Linked DNA regions of Mus musculus: region 2 is linked to region 1. The links are chromatin contacts, called in public promoter capture Hi-C maps. All regions are on one chromosome and are shown on one strand. Each heading gives the region's core, a stretch centred on a gene start, on an enhancer-like site or on the middle of the called end of the contact. The rest is flanking DNA. Distances are from core to core; before and after follow the strand shown.

Region 1 (7,150 bases), core at 1,886-4,385:
GCAGCTAAGAAATGCTTAAGCTAAGATAAAGAAGAGCACGGGTCATCCAATGTTGAAGCCCTGAAGACATACACACCATACAGACTTAGCAGCTTGAGATATATGAAATTTAAATTTGAAAAAGAGCAAGGAGGGCTACGTAGGAGGGCTTGGAGGGAGGAAAGGGTAGTAAGGAATGATGTCATTTTATAATCTCAAAAATAAAGGAAATAATAAAAGAAAGTCTAATTGCCCTCTTCACATTACCAGTTCTGGTTGTTTAAGGCATTTGTCTCTTGGGGACTGGTATGGTCATCCAAAAGGACTTCCTGCTCTTCCAGAGGACCAGCGTGTGCTTCTAGCACCTGACAACCACCTGTACTATAATGGTTCAAGGGCATCCAAAGCCCTCTTCGGGCCTCTTCAGGCACAAGTTTTACACACACACACACACACACACACACACACACACACACACACACACACATGCACGCACACAAACACAAATAAATAAATATAAAAAAAAATCCCCCCAAAATAAAAATATTCAAAAGGGTATTTTTCTCTTCTAGAAAGTAATGAAAGAAACTAAAGGCAATTGTCTTTTACTTCAGTTTTGTTATGGGACTTTTGTGGATTGCTAGTATCAAATAATATTTTTAAAGTTCAATTATGGAATGAGAATAAAATAAGGACTTATTATAGGATGTTCTTCTAGTCTTAATTTCTCAGCCACCAAAAGAATACATCTGAGACTACTTATTTATTTATGTTTGGTCAACAAATTATGTTTTTAGAAAATAGCAAAGGGGTGGGGCTTTAATACTGGAAAGCAAACTAACACAAAGCACACACACACACACACACACACACACACACACACACACACACACATTTCTTTCCACACTTCTAAGCCTGTTTACCAAGGCACAGTTACTATAAGTTTTCCTCTTTCTTTTAGAGCAGGGATTCTCAGCCTCCCGATGCGTGACCCTCTAATACAGTTCATTACGTTGTGATGACCCCTAACCATAATATTATTTCGTTACTACGTCATAACTGTGATTTTGTTAGTTATGGATCGTAATGTAAATATCTGATATGCACGATCTCTGATATGCAGCCCCAGGTTGAGAACTGCTGTTATATTTGCACGTGCTCATTAAGGAACTCAAGGTTCTATTTAGTAACAGAACACTTCGAGTTAGAAAGCTCTGGAGAAATACTGGACACTAAGCTAGAAGAGTATAATGCTTTAAAATGACATTTGAAACTCCTCTATCACACTGATTTTTAAGTTACTCAAATATGCAGTTATTGTCTCAGTGGGTGCAAAAAATAATAGAAAGGTCTTCCGACTCCATATTTGCAGAATCATACTTACCTGACATTCTGACATTTCTAACTTCCTTAGACTGGCCTCTGAAATCACACACCCCCAGGCCCAGATACTTATAGGTACTTTGGTGACAGTGACGCGCCAGCCAAACAAGTATAAATGCAATACTACCGAGCCTGAGAACCGGTGCCCCGTGCTCTCCAAGCGCTTCCAAGAAACACACACTTTCACACACGCACACAGGCGAAAGCCAGGCAAGCCATCCATCACCAGTCACCAGGATCCTCCTGGGATCCGCGCTTTTCCTTGAGTCCTCTGCAGACTTGCCAACTCCTCCCAGGTCCCAAGACCACTCTGAGTCTACTTCCCTTCCTCCCGCTCTGGGCAGCCAGCCGGTCCCCAAGACCAGAGCAGCAACGAATCGCTTTCTCTCCCATTCCCATATCCCAAAAACAGAACGAGGGGAGCACCGGAGCGCGCCACGTGGAGCGCAAGCCAGCAGCCAGATCCAAGACAGTTCTTAAAAGAGAGGCCCCTGCCTTGCCAGTCCGGGTGGCCCCAGTCCCGCCCCCTGGCACCCACAACTTACCTGGTTAGGATCCGTGGCGCGGAAAACGTGGCAGGCCATCTGTGACTCGGGGTCGTCGGGCTGCGCCTTGATCAAATAGGCAAAGTAGGTGAGGTCGTGACTGTTGTGGATGAAGCGCGAGATGTGCTGAGCCTTGTGCTCGAAGATGAACACCCCGGTGTTGGGCTGCACAGCCCCGGAGCCTGCGCCCCCGCCGACCCCGGCACCCGGCGCAGGGACACAACGCAGAAAGGGGGCGCTGAGCACCAGGATCACCTCCCGGGCTGCGGGCGCCCCGCAGCCGCCCGCATCGGGCTTCTGGCTGCGCCGACGGATCTCGGCCATGAGCCAAGGGAGCATGGGTAGCGTGGTCCTGCGATCCAAGCAAGACCCTCCCACGTACCATAGCCGGAAGCGCTTGTCGCCAGGCTTGGTGGCACCTGGCTGTGCTGGGGCACTCGGCTCAGGCTCCAGGGGGTGCGGGAAAGGCTCATCCTGAATGCAGCTAGGCGACTCCATAACTCGCGCCTAGCGAGGGCACCGCGCCCCCAACTCTCACTGTGCAGGAGCCGAGGAAACTGCTAACTGTCGCCCCAGGCCCCCGCGCCTGCCTTGGTGCCACCAGTTCTTAAAGTCCGTGCTTCAGCGGCCCTGCCCCATGCGACACTTCCCCGGGCGCGGCTCCGAGCCTTTGGCTGCAGCTCAGTGGACTAGCGGGAGACCCAGGCTCACGCGCGCATCCTCCTTCCTGGAGATCGCGCCCCAGGGCAGGTCTGTTCTCCAGCCGCCGGTCCGTCCTTGGGGTCCGGGACCAGGGCAGCCGCGGTCTCTCGATCCTGCTCGGGCTCCTGCTCCTGCAGCCCGCTGCGGCCGGCGCGCTCACCCAGCGCTGGCACGGGAAGGCTGGGCGGAGAGTGGAGCTGTGGGCGGGAAGGGGCGACTGGGGCGGAGCTGACTCCTAGCAGGGTGACCGGCTGTCACCTGGAAGGTCGGGGGTGCCCGCTTGCGGCCCGCTCAGTCCTGGAGAACTAGTCCAATGGAAAATAACAAAAACAAACGTGGCCTCGAGCAGGCAGCTCCTGCACCCGCCGATTCTGCAGCCCAGCTCGCTGCTCCTCCTCCAGGGTTCCCGTCCCTCCCTCGCTCGCTCCTTCCTTCCTTCCTCCCAGGCTGCTACTTTAAAGCCGGCTGCTACTCCGCCTCTAGTCTACGGGCGCAGAGCTTTGCCAAGAAGCTGAGGTCGCCTCCCTGCCTCCTCCTCCGGCCTCCGCCCCTCATCTCGCCTCGGGGGGCAGTCGTACCCAGCTTGGCGAGGGCACTTCCCGGAGCAGGCTGGCCTCTCTCCTCCTGGAGACTCTACTGCCCCCTGGAGAGGGGCCATTCGCAGTGGGGCGCTGGGATTTTGTTTTTGAGCAATATTTGCTTAGTTTTATTCTGTCTAAAGCCTGAATATTACTATGTTCTGCATCCTTTTTCTTAATCTCAAGGACTCATCAGGATTTGATCACAATTCTATGATAAAATACATTCCAATATTCACTTTAAATTTCAACATTGCTTGATATGAATCTTCCCATTTCTTAGTGCAGCTAACTTCTTAAAATACACAGAAGTTAAACTTCTTTACCCATGCCCATTTCAGAGCTAGTGCAAAATTCTTCCCTTTTACATATGAGAATACATATTTCAAAAAAATTAGGGATAATTTGATTATTGTAATTTTAAAACAAAACAGTAAAATATAATTCCTTTTCCATTCTAGCATTTTAAATGGGTTTTGTTATTGGTGCTGCTGTGTGTTTAGTGTTAGTATTTTTAAGTCAAAGTCTCCTTCCTAGATAGTACAGGTTGACTTGGTACACTCTATCCTCCTGCCTCAGTTTTCCAAGACCTGGGATTATAGGAATGTACCACCATCCTCGGTGAACTCTCATACCTTCGTTATACCTTTGCTGGATGATAAGGAATGAGCAGGAGAAAAACCAAAATAAAGGAGGAAACTTTAGGGGTTTTTGTTTTATTTTGTTTTTCGAGACAGGGTTTCTCTGTGCAGTCTTGGCTGTCCTGGAACTCACTATGTAGACCAGGCTGGCTTCGAACTCAGATCCACCTGCCTCTGCCTCCCGAGTGCTGGGATTACAGGCATGTGCCACCACTGCCCAGCAGGAGGAAACTTTAGACTTACTTTTTTCCAGGTGCTTAGAAGAAAAAATGAAAACTCCAGGGTTTTGTTTTGTATTTAGTGGTCTTGTGATTTTCTCTAGGGTCATTTTGCTTCCTGTTCAGACAAAGTCAATAGGGTCAAATATGCTACACTTCTGGGACCACCACATAGCTAGCCTCTTTTTAAGAACCATCTATGTTCCAGGATGAAGATGTTATCAATTGGTTGAAGTCGTTTACTTTAACATGAAAAAAAAATCTCTGTGGAAAATACAACTCAAGTCTTCAAGGAGGAATTAAACACTCTGAGAACAGAGATAGAAATTGTCTAAGATTACAGCAGACTTCGTGCACAGATCTCATTTCCCTAAGTCGCACCTCTGACACTTGTGAAAGAGAAGGAAAAGAAAAAAAGCCATGGCTCAGTTAGAGAAGCCTTAGTGGTCCCTCCAAGTCAATCAGTGTGCGGACTAGGACTGTGTTTGGAGCCCCACTGGACCAGTTCCTACTGGCATAATTAACTCAAGCCAGAGAGAATAAACTTTTGGTGATTGGCAGGAAAGGCAAGCTAACTGTGGTTGTACCGGTCACTCTTTATTTCAGAGATGTTTACCTTTCATTTATAAATCGTACTACTATCTGGGAAGATGGCTGTCTCTGCCCTCTTTAAGTTGAGCATGGCCACGTGACATGACAACGATGTGTGAACAGAAGTGACTCGGGTCATGTCTGAAGGACAAGCATTTAACTGGAAGCAGAAGACTGCACACTTGTCCCACTCTTGCTCTCCGGTGGCCATGGTGAAAACAACACATTCAGATGGAGGAGCCTCGTGATCAGAGAAGAACGGAATGCTGAGCCATCGCTCTGAGGACAGCTGTCCTGGAAAACGCCAGGGGCAAGAGAGACGCCTCACACATAAATGATAAACTCTTATCCTACTAAACCACTGGGATTGTGGGTATATTAAATATTAGTTTCCTTATTAACCTGTCCTAGCCTGTCAAATAAAATACACATTCACTAGTATATACTTATCATAACCTATTTTATAAATACTGATGGAGTCGACCTAGTAGTTACATGAACTATGTGGTAAACTGTTAGATTCTTACAATTACTGTTTTGCCCCCAGAACTTACAGAATCATTCACATATAAAAACATTCAATTTTGTAATCATCAATTGGATTTTGAAAGTAGTATATGTCTTAGGATTTTACTGCTGTGAACAGAAACCATGACCAAAGCAACTCTTATAAGGACAACATTTAATTGAGACTGGCTTACAGGTTCAGAAGTTCAGTCCATTATCATCAAGGTGGGAACATGGCAGCATCCAGGCAGGCATGGGGCTGAAGGAGCTGAGAGTTCTATTCTTGTTTGTTGTGGATTGCCCTGGTGCAGCTAGAAGAAGACTGGCTTCCAGGCAGCTAGGATGAGTGACTTAAGCCAATGCCCACAGTGACACACCAACTCCAACAAGGCCACACCTCCTAATAGTGCCACTCCCTGGGCCAAGCATACACAAACCATCACAATATGCCACTACAACATAGAGGACTTATTACACCGCATATGCAGGTGTACCGTGTTTACTATGTGCTGACACAGACCTCCACCGGAAACCTCCAGTCCTTCTACTCTCAACCCCAGCTATTCCAAATGAAGACTGAAAGAATATGTGCAGAGACAACATTTCTAAAGACCCGGTAGAGTTCTCTCTTCTGAGGAATCTTGGAGAAATCTGGACCAACAATACCCAGAAATGAACTTCATATACAGCTTAAATGATCCTGTACTACCCCAAATAAAACTGTACCAATATTACCAACATTGCCAATATTACAACGTGTTAGTTGTAAGGTGCATTCAAATCCTTAAATAAAAAATATCACATGTGTAACAGAAGGCCTTGAATTAGTATGACGGAGTAAAATTAGAATGGTGAGATGGCACACTGAGGAGAGCATTTTCAAAGAAAGCATGAGGACCTGAGATGAAATTCTCAGAAGCCACATAAAGCCAGGCACAATAGCAGTGTGTATTCCCAGAAACTCATGGACCAGCTAACCTGGAGGACTTAGTGGCAAACAGCAAAGAGACCTTGTTTCAAACAAAGTAGAAGAGAGATCATCACAACAAAAGATTAAAAATAATTGCATGTTTGTGTCTTTTTGAGGCTTCAGTTGTCTCTTCCTCTCTGCCTTCCCTTCCAGTCACCCCATAACCTCTTCCAGCCTTCACTACTTGAACCCCTCATTCTTCAAGGTCCAGTGCAAAAGTCCCATCTCCTGAAGCTATGCTTGCCCAGCCATGGCTGGGAGCTGCCTCTCTTTGCCCCCTTTCTTGTGCACCCCACTAACACAGCTCTCATAACTTTCTTCATAATTCCTGGGTGACTCTCTGTGTCCCTGCAATAAAGCAATGCCACCAGGATGGTGTCATTTGGGGGTCCAGGAATGAACTCATTTTCTCTGCTGGCTTGAAGAATTAAAAAGTCAAGAAAGACAAGGTCAGCGCCATCGGCAGAATTTTATTGAAAGTGAAAACGAGCATACAACGCAGCACACAAAGAGACACTCCATGAAGGGAGGGAACCAGAGATGGCAGCCTAATCTGCCCATGTGATCAAGATTCTTATGTTCTGGGGCGTTAGTTGAACCACCTTTCGCCCTCCGAATTGACTGGCTTGGGCTACTGCTGGAAGATTGAACAATGTGGACAAGAACATGAAAGTTGATTGCATTCCACCAAAGGAGCCTGTCAGCAGATGGGAAGGCTCTGGTGAGCAACTCCTCCTTACGGGACTGGGAATGGGGAAAAAGAATGGGGAAAGTCGGACATCATGAAAATGATTGTGCATCGACGTACCTTAGCCTTTTTCCATGTCTGCCTACTAGTAAGCTGTATTATGACTCTTAGTCCCACATTTCTCTCCCACAGCAGCTGATAATTACTGGGTAGATAATAAGTATTCAATGAATGATAGGGCTGAATAAGTAGCTAATTAGAATTTTAAAAAACCAAAGAGGTTTACTATCGCAGAGGTGATATGCCAGATTCCTAATTAGATAATTTCTGGTTAACAAATAGATCCAC
Region 2 (7,150 bases), core at 2,884-5,383, 170 kb after region 1:
GAGTTCACTATAACTATACTGTGTAAAAATGACGTCAGGACGTGGGGCTAAACACTCTATCTAGTCTGGGTAGGATACTAACTTACTGACATTTCTATGGGTTGTGGGGTGTGACATCCCTTGGCAGGTGGGCCCTCGCTGTGTAAGAAAGCCAGCTGAACCTGAGCCCCAGAGCCAGCCATTAGGAGACAGACATTCTGACTTTCAGGGTACTCTCCAGCTCCTGCCTTCACCTTTTTAACCCAGGATGGAGCTTCTGGGAGCTGAAATAAAACCTTTCCTCCCCAGGCTGCTTTTGCTTATGGTGTTTATCACAGCGACAGGAAAGCAAACCATAACGGTAAGAAATTGTTTATGAGTTATATTTATAAATAGTTATTTTAAGTTGCAAGTAAAGCCAAAGCCTGAAATTTCATTTTAGATTTCATGAATCCCAAGTTTTGATAAATATATCTTAAATAGACTCTAAGCAAAACCGGTAGATTTTTAGAAAGTCAGTTACTGAGAAAAAAGACTTTCAACAAATCCCCCCCCCCCCCCCATTTCTCTGTGTATCCCTGACTGTCCTGGAACTCACTCTGTAGACCCCACTGACCTTGAATTTAGAGATCTGCCTGCCTCTGCCTTCCAAGTGTTGGGATTAAAGGTGTATGCCACCGTGCCTGTTTTAAATAAAACTTTAAGATATTAATTATTGGCAGTGAAGCTTAGTTGTTGAGCATGTGCATAATGCACAGAAATTCTTAGTTCAAACCAGAATAGCAAGGGAAAAATATTTTTGGTTTAGATAGTATCTATGGCTCTATCTGGCAGACCTTCCTGCTTCTAGACTGCATGTTTGGAGTGTCAGGCATCACGCTCACCCTCTGATGTGTCCTGTGTGTAATGGATGCTTGTTTGGTTTAACGTAAGAATGCACTGTTTTAGTGTAGGGATAGATGCAGAGCCTGTGTGCTCTTGGCTCCCCTTAGCATCTCAGATTGTTTACTGTTAAATGTGTTTACTCTCACCCGGGGCCGTCCTTGCAGCAAGCTAATGTGTGTCAGCCTTAGTGGCCACCCAAGAGAAGGGGTCTTAGTCAGACTGGTTGATACTTGGGCTCCTGTTGCCACTTCACCTGCTTCCACCCTGGATTTTAGAATAATTGATTGAGGTAAGCTTCCCATTTACCTTGTTCCTTATTTTATTTATTTATTTTATCTATCTATCTATCTATCTATCTATCTATCTATCTATCTATCTATCTATCTATCTATCTATCTATCTACTGAGGCAGTGTCTTATATGTTGCTCTGGCTGTCTTGGAATTCAGTATGTAGATGAAGCTGGCCTTGAACTCACAAACATCGCCAGCCTCTTCCTCCAAGATGCTGGGATCAAAGGCCTGGGTCACCACGCCCAACTCAGATACTCTTTGTCTTTTTGAGAATCCAAGGCTTCTGTGTTGCCTGTAGTCTTTCCAACTTCCAGAGGGCCTATGAAGTCTAGAAGCTTCTAATTCCATGACTTTTGCTTCAACTTCAGCTACGTTCTTCTGTGCTCTAGTTGGCTGTAGTCATATCCTAGAGAGTCTTTCCCATCATTAAATGATTGCGTTGTCCCCTAGCTTGACTCAACAGCTTCGTCTTCACAGTACTCAGCTCCTCTCTACTGTCTTCCTTCCGCTCCGTGCCGTGGTTTGCCCAAGCCAGGAGTCTTCATGAGACCATTCTCAGATGGATTTTTTTGTCCTCTTACGTCACTTTGGGAAATCTCCAAGTGTTTTTGATATTATTTGTGTCTTTGTAGGTTATTAATTCAAACATTTTTTTAATTTATTATTTTTGACACTTTATTATGTGTATGTGATGTTTTCTGCACTTTCATCCTGCATCTCCCCCACCCCCCAACCCTTCCCTCCAACAATGCCCCTGACCCTTAGTGAGGGGTTGAGCCTCATGCACCTCTCCTTCATGTATGCTGAAATGGTGATGGGCCAGTCTTGCTCAGGTCTCCTGCAGGAAACCACAGCTGCAGTGTGTTCGGGAGGGCAGTGGTCACATCGTTTGTGTCCAGAAACCACTGCTTTGTAGCACTCACCTTCAACCTCTATCTTCAGTTTTGTTTTGGGGAACAAGGCTAGCTTAGAAGTCATTGTCCCCAGCTTCCCGAGTGCTTGGATTACAGGTAGGTGCAACCATGCTTGGCTTAGACTAGGTCTTGAATGATCTCAGAAGCCCGTGTGTTAAAGATGTGCTCACCAGAGTCCTGGTGTTTGGAGAGGTCATTGGAGGTATGTTTTAGAGAGTCATTTTGGCATACTGACTCCTTCTTTTACGTTCTTTGCTTCGTGACTGTGAGGAGAGTAATTTGACATTACTATAGGCTCCTTCCTTGTTCTGCCTTGGCACACCCCAAACAACTGGGGCTCATGGGTAATGGACAAGACCATCTACAAATGGAAGCCAAAGTGAGCCTTCCCTCATTATACGTTAATCATCTATCGCTAGGATTTCACTATGGTGATGGAGCATTGATGACCATCTTGTTTGGTTTATAGAAGTTAGAGTCCACAGGTTGCAGTGTATATTCTTGTAGAAATCTCTCTGCCCATCGTGAGGATTGCCAGTGGGTTGTTTTTGTTTAGTTCTTCTCATCATGGTGGTGAGCAGTCGGGATCATTTAGTGAATGTAGTTATAATGGTGGGTCAGGTGCATGCTTAGCCTTATTATTATTATTATTATTATTATTATTATTGTATTGGAATTAGTACAGCGCACCTTAGGGTCCAACAGCATAATATTCATATTCATTATATAAACTATTATGGTTCTCATCTCTTACTGGTTTTGACTCCACAGCTTTTCAGACTTGCCGTATTGTACAAATACAGGCGAGTAAATAATGAAGGGCACTATGAGGCTTTGTGCAGCCCTGACATTTGTTCTATTTTTAGGCTATTTCTGGACTCCGGGCTTTCATCATGCCGCTATTAGGAAATTCATCAAACTTTCATATTGCCTGCGCTGGGCTCCATTGTCTGTGGCTGCCATCTGCTCCGCTCGGGGCGGCCTGATGATTATTTCATGTGCTCCTGCAACCCTCCTGTCTTCGCTGCTCTTCAGCCTCTTCAGCTTTTTCGTTCTTTGCCTCTGTTCTCTGTTCCTGGGTGTAGGAGAATTGTCACTTTTCTGAGGAGGAGGGAAACTTTAGTGAACATTGCTGTAGGTCTTTGCTCTCTCTCTGACTATTGCCAGGTTTTCCCTTGTCTCCGTCTCTCTTTTGCCTGAGCCAAATTCAAATTTTTAAGGACTTAAAAGATTTAAAAATGAATCACAATCACTTGTTGCACATGTACTGTGGTGCGTGAAGATCACCTGACACCTCATGGTGATTCCTGACTTCAGTAAACTTTTGGTCTAGGACAGAAAAGAGTGGCCTTAAGAATGATGAATTAAAGCTATTGTAATTCCCGGGTTGCTGGCTTAGTAACTCAGAGTCTCAGAAGGTGCTGGGAGGAAAGGGTTGACTCAGGAACATTGGTCTTTGTGGAGGCCGTGGAGAGAGGCCGTTTGAACTGTGGAAATGGACTAAGGAAAGCACTGAGCCTTTAGGAAGGTCAGAGTTTATGGGTCGATGTGACTTTGGGAAAGCCAAAGCAAGATGGCTATTTTTAAGGAGTACAAAGTAGAGTTTTGAAAAGTATTCAAGAGACAAAAGATTAAGGCCGAGCCATGCTTCCACCCTTCCATCCATCCATTCATCCATCCATCCATCCATCCATCCATCCATCCATCCATCCATCCATCGATTGGAGGAGCCTGTGTTCATATCTGTGCCAGGTGCAGAACCTGAGTGGGTGGGGCATGTGGCCGCGGAGCAGCGAGGAAGGGCAGAGCCTCTGAGGCTTGAGTTTAAGCAATGCAGAAAATGTAAATCCTAGGATTTCAACAGAAAGTGAGGTGTGCATGGCTCTCTGAGGACTGTTCACCCAATCGGGTTGGAGACGAGGAGTGAGGCAAGATTCTTCTAGATGACATACTCAGCTGGGAGAGTAAAGTTGAGGCAGAAGGATCCAAGGACAGGCCAGAGCTAGATGACTAACACCATTTGCCTCTGTGAGAAACATTTGTAAGGCAGGCGAACCCCGCCCCAGAGTTTGACACAAAGAGTGGTTTACGGCCAGGGTGAAGCAAATCACCCTGTTAGAGCTTTCCTGATTAACCCATGCCCTGCCGCTTCCCATCCAGTCCCACCCTGCCACAGGCCCGCCCAGTTCGGATGCATAGTCAAGCGAGGATCTGAACTGCCTGCCACATGGTAATGCTAGGCCGGGGAAGCAGATCTCTGTGTCCGTGAGCCCCAGGAAAGTCTCCTGTTGGGGGAGGGAAATTGTCAAGAGGACTGAGAAGACTCTCAGAAGTCTTAAGTTTGGCGTCTGAACACTTCTTAAGTCAGGGTTTCTTTCTGTAAAAATGCATATACATTTGTAGTCTTGAGGATTGAAGCCAGGCCTACACCTATACTTGGCTAGTGTTGTGGCATTGAGCTATCTGTCAGGCTTCTCTTAGAACTACGGAGGGTCATAGATCTACAAGTAAACTGATTCTCTACTTTAATATACAAACTTTTACGTACAAAGTGTCAAAATCTATCCGAGTGAACCAACAATGCTCCTGTGGGAACACTCTAGAAGCCTTCGTATACTTAGTAAAGGCTACAGTTTTGCAGTATTATAAAAATATTTCTCACTTTCACCAAATACAACCTTATGTTGTGTTTTAAACCTCACAATGAGCTGTTTTGTTGAAATTCTTTTTAGTAATGTGCCTGGATCCAGTCATTAATATTTAGACTCCTGCAGTACTGAGAACATACCAGACAGTGGCAGCAAAGAACAGAGACGGATTTCAGGCTTTGTTTCGTTTGTCCTCTAAGGAAGAGTACTGTGGAGGTGACAGTTTGGTGCAAATTTGTTCTCTCATAAGGAAGCCCGAAGTACCTGTTTAAAATCAAACACATACCAGAGGAATCCAGGCTTCTTGGCAGGTCCTAAGTCCTTCCCATCCAAACAGTTTGTCTTGTAGTCATATCTCAGTGACACACAGAGTCAGAGGAGAACTTCTAGGCCAGCCCAAGACATTTGAATCAGAATCTTCCAGAGAAAGGCCTACAAACTTGGCTGTGTTTCACTAACTCTGCAGACAGTGAGTCTCTACACTCAGTTAAGAGTTGACAAGTTAGTCCTTCCTATGGAGCATCATGAGTCTATGAGGTGGTGTTCACAAACCAGGCAAGGAGACAAAGGGCATCAGGAACATCCCTCCACACGGCTGTTCATCACTCAGGACCAGGCACTCTTGGTTATGACGTAATGCTGTCCGGATACTGTTCTCCATTTTCAAAGAGAACTTATAGTTCTCAGCATACTGCGTCAGCGTTGCTAAGGGAGGTCACTGGGTTTCCTGAAGAAGGATTCCTAAGGCCATCAGTATTTGGGGAAGAAACCCAATTAATCAATGTCTATGGGTTAAGTATACGGTACATTATATGTCTTAAGTAAGCTCCAAAATGGTGTTTAAAAATTATTCTCTACCTTTTAAACAAATCACCCTAGTAAGTACAAATAAAACTAGTTCTTGGTCAAGGATATTTTAAATTAGTAAGTTAAACTTTTGAGGTGAACTGGAAACGTGATTGAGATCTCCTAAGGCTCAGAAAGAGTCTAAAGGAAAGAGCTTAGCATCTGAGTTGCTTGAGGAAGGGATTTCTTAGTAGTCCTGTAGTTGGAAGTGTGGCTCACTCACAGAAGACAGCTAGTGGAAGTTTGTATACCCAAGAGCTGGGGCCCCATTTGTTATACTTTTAGGTATGTTTTAGATCTCGTGTGTTGAAAACTAACAAAGGAAGTTATGGAAAAGATAATAAATGGACTGCAGAGATCTTAATTCTGTGGAATTGTTACCCACAATGCAAAGGAGACACATCATGACCTTTTTTGTCGGGCTTCTTTCCTTCTGCCTATTTCCAAGAATCATCCATGCTGTATCGTGTATCAGCACTTCAATATTTCACTATATGGTTTTAATTGTAGTCAATTTATTCATTGATTGATTGATAAGCTTTTAGGTGGCACCCACTTCTTTTGCTTAACATGAGCAAGGCTAAATAAATATAAATGTTTGTGTCTGAGATTTCATGTGGAAAAAAGGTTTTCATTTTCTTTGAGATCAAAGTAGGGATAGAATTGTAACTCTCTCCTTGCTTCCTGGAATTCCTTGTTGAGTTGGTTACTGGGAGCTTGACAAGTAGATTCCTGAAGAACTGTGTCACTGTTGATCAGTGCCACAGACAACCTTAGGAGTAGACATCCATGAAGAGTCGTTGAGTGGGATGTTTATGTCACAGACATACGAACTCCGTCTCTCGATGCCAAACTTACACTGAAGAGTGAATTGTATCATTGTCACCAAAGGGTAGACCTCTCAATTTGAAGTCCATATAGGACTAAGTAGTGACTCTTCACCTGAAACTGTAATGTAGCCACACCATTTCTAAAAATGAATGTTTCCCACAGTGATGACTCTCACGGGAATTCACGGGGAGCTAGGCAGGCCATTGTTGAGACTTGTTCATGTGTGTGAGACATTTCTGTACAAAACAACAGCATCTTTTGACTCTTGAAAACCCATGATTATATTAAGCATTATAACTATACTTGAAATATTCTGATAATGGATGCTCACATCCACTTACGACTTGTATACCCACTACTTAAAAACTTGTTGATCTGGAAAAAAATAACTCATGCAGTAGTCAGGGCTTTGGGGAGACTTTTTCATGAATACTTTCTATCCACTTGCAACAGTTTAAATTGGAGTATGGACCTATGTTTGGAGACAAAATTTAATCTTTATAAGTAGTAGGTGCTAGCAAAATAGACGTGTTTAAGAGGAACACATTTGGGGGTTTGCTGTCTCCAGAGACCTTAACTTGTGGCTAACAGGGCTCATGTGGTCTTGGTTTTGTGTCCCAAGCAAATTTGTGCCTACTATCAGCACTGGAGGGAATCTTCCTTTCTTGTAGTTTCACTTAGTCCTTCCCATTGGTGTTTATCTTTGGGCTCCATCACTATAGCCACTTAGAGCGATTAGCTTGAGCTATAAGATT

Evidence for each region. Promoter capture Hi-C pulls out the DNA fragments that hold promoters and counts their contacts.
Region 2: a promoter capture Hi-C map of embryonic stem cells shows a contact between it and region 1, with 8 read pairs. The contact joins the enhancer-like site here to the promoter of Tbc1d4 in region 1. A contact is called at or near these places in 3 of 39 promoter capture datasets (embryonic stem cells and pre-B cells), 1 of 15 datasets of contacts at CTCF or cohesin (large pre-B cells), 2 of 484 Hi-C or Micro-C datasets (both in embryonic stem cells) and 1 of 9 other capture datasets (adipose tissue).

Annotation. Positions count from the first base shown.
Region 1 is chr14:101,606,056-101,613,205 of GRCm38.p6, forward strand. Tbc1d4 (TBC1 domain family, member 4) reads right to left here and starts at 3,136. Exons shown (of 19, transcript NM_001081278.2): 1 at 1,908-3,136. The coding sequence starts at 2,405.
Region 2 is chr14:101,777,243-101,784,392 of GRCm38.p6, forward strand. All of the region lies in intron 1 of Lmo7 (LIM domain only 7), which reads left to right. Among named protein-coding and RNA genes, the nearest start is that of Lmo7, 51 kb to the left of the region's middle. Within about 2 kb of position 4,134, at least 63 of the 459 cell types and tissues checked have an H3K27ac peak or open chromatin away from gene starts, as enhancers often do. A contact at or near this core is called in embryonic stem cells, where this site is marked.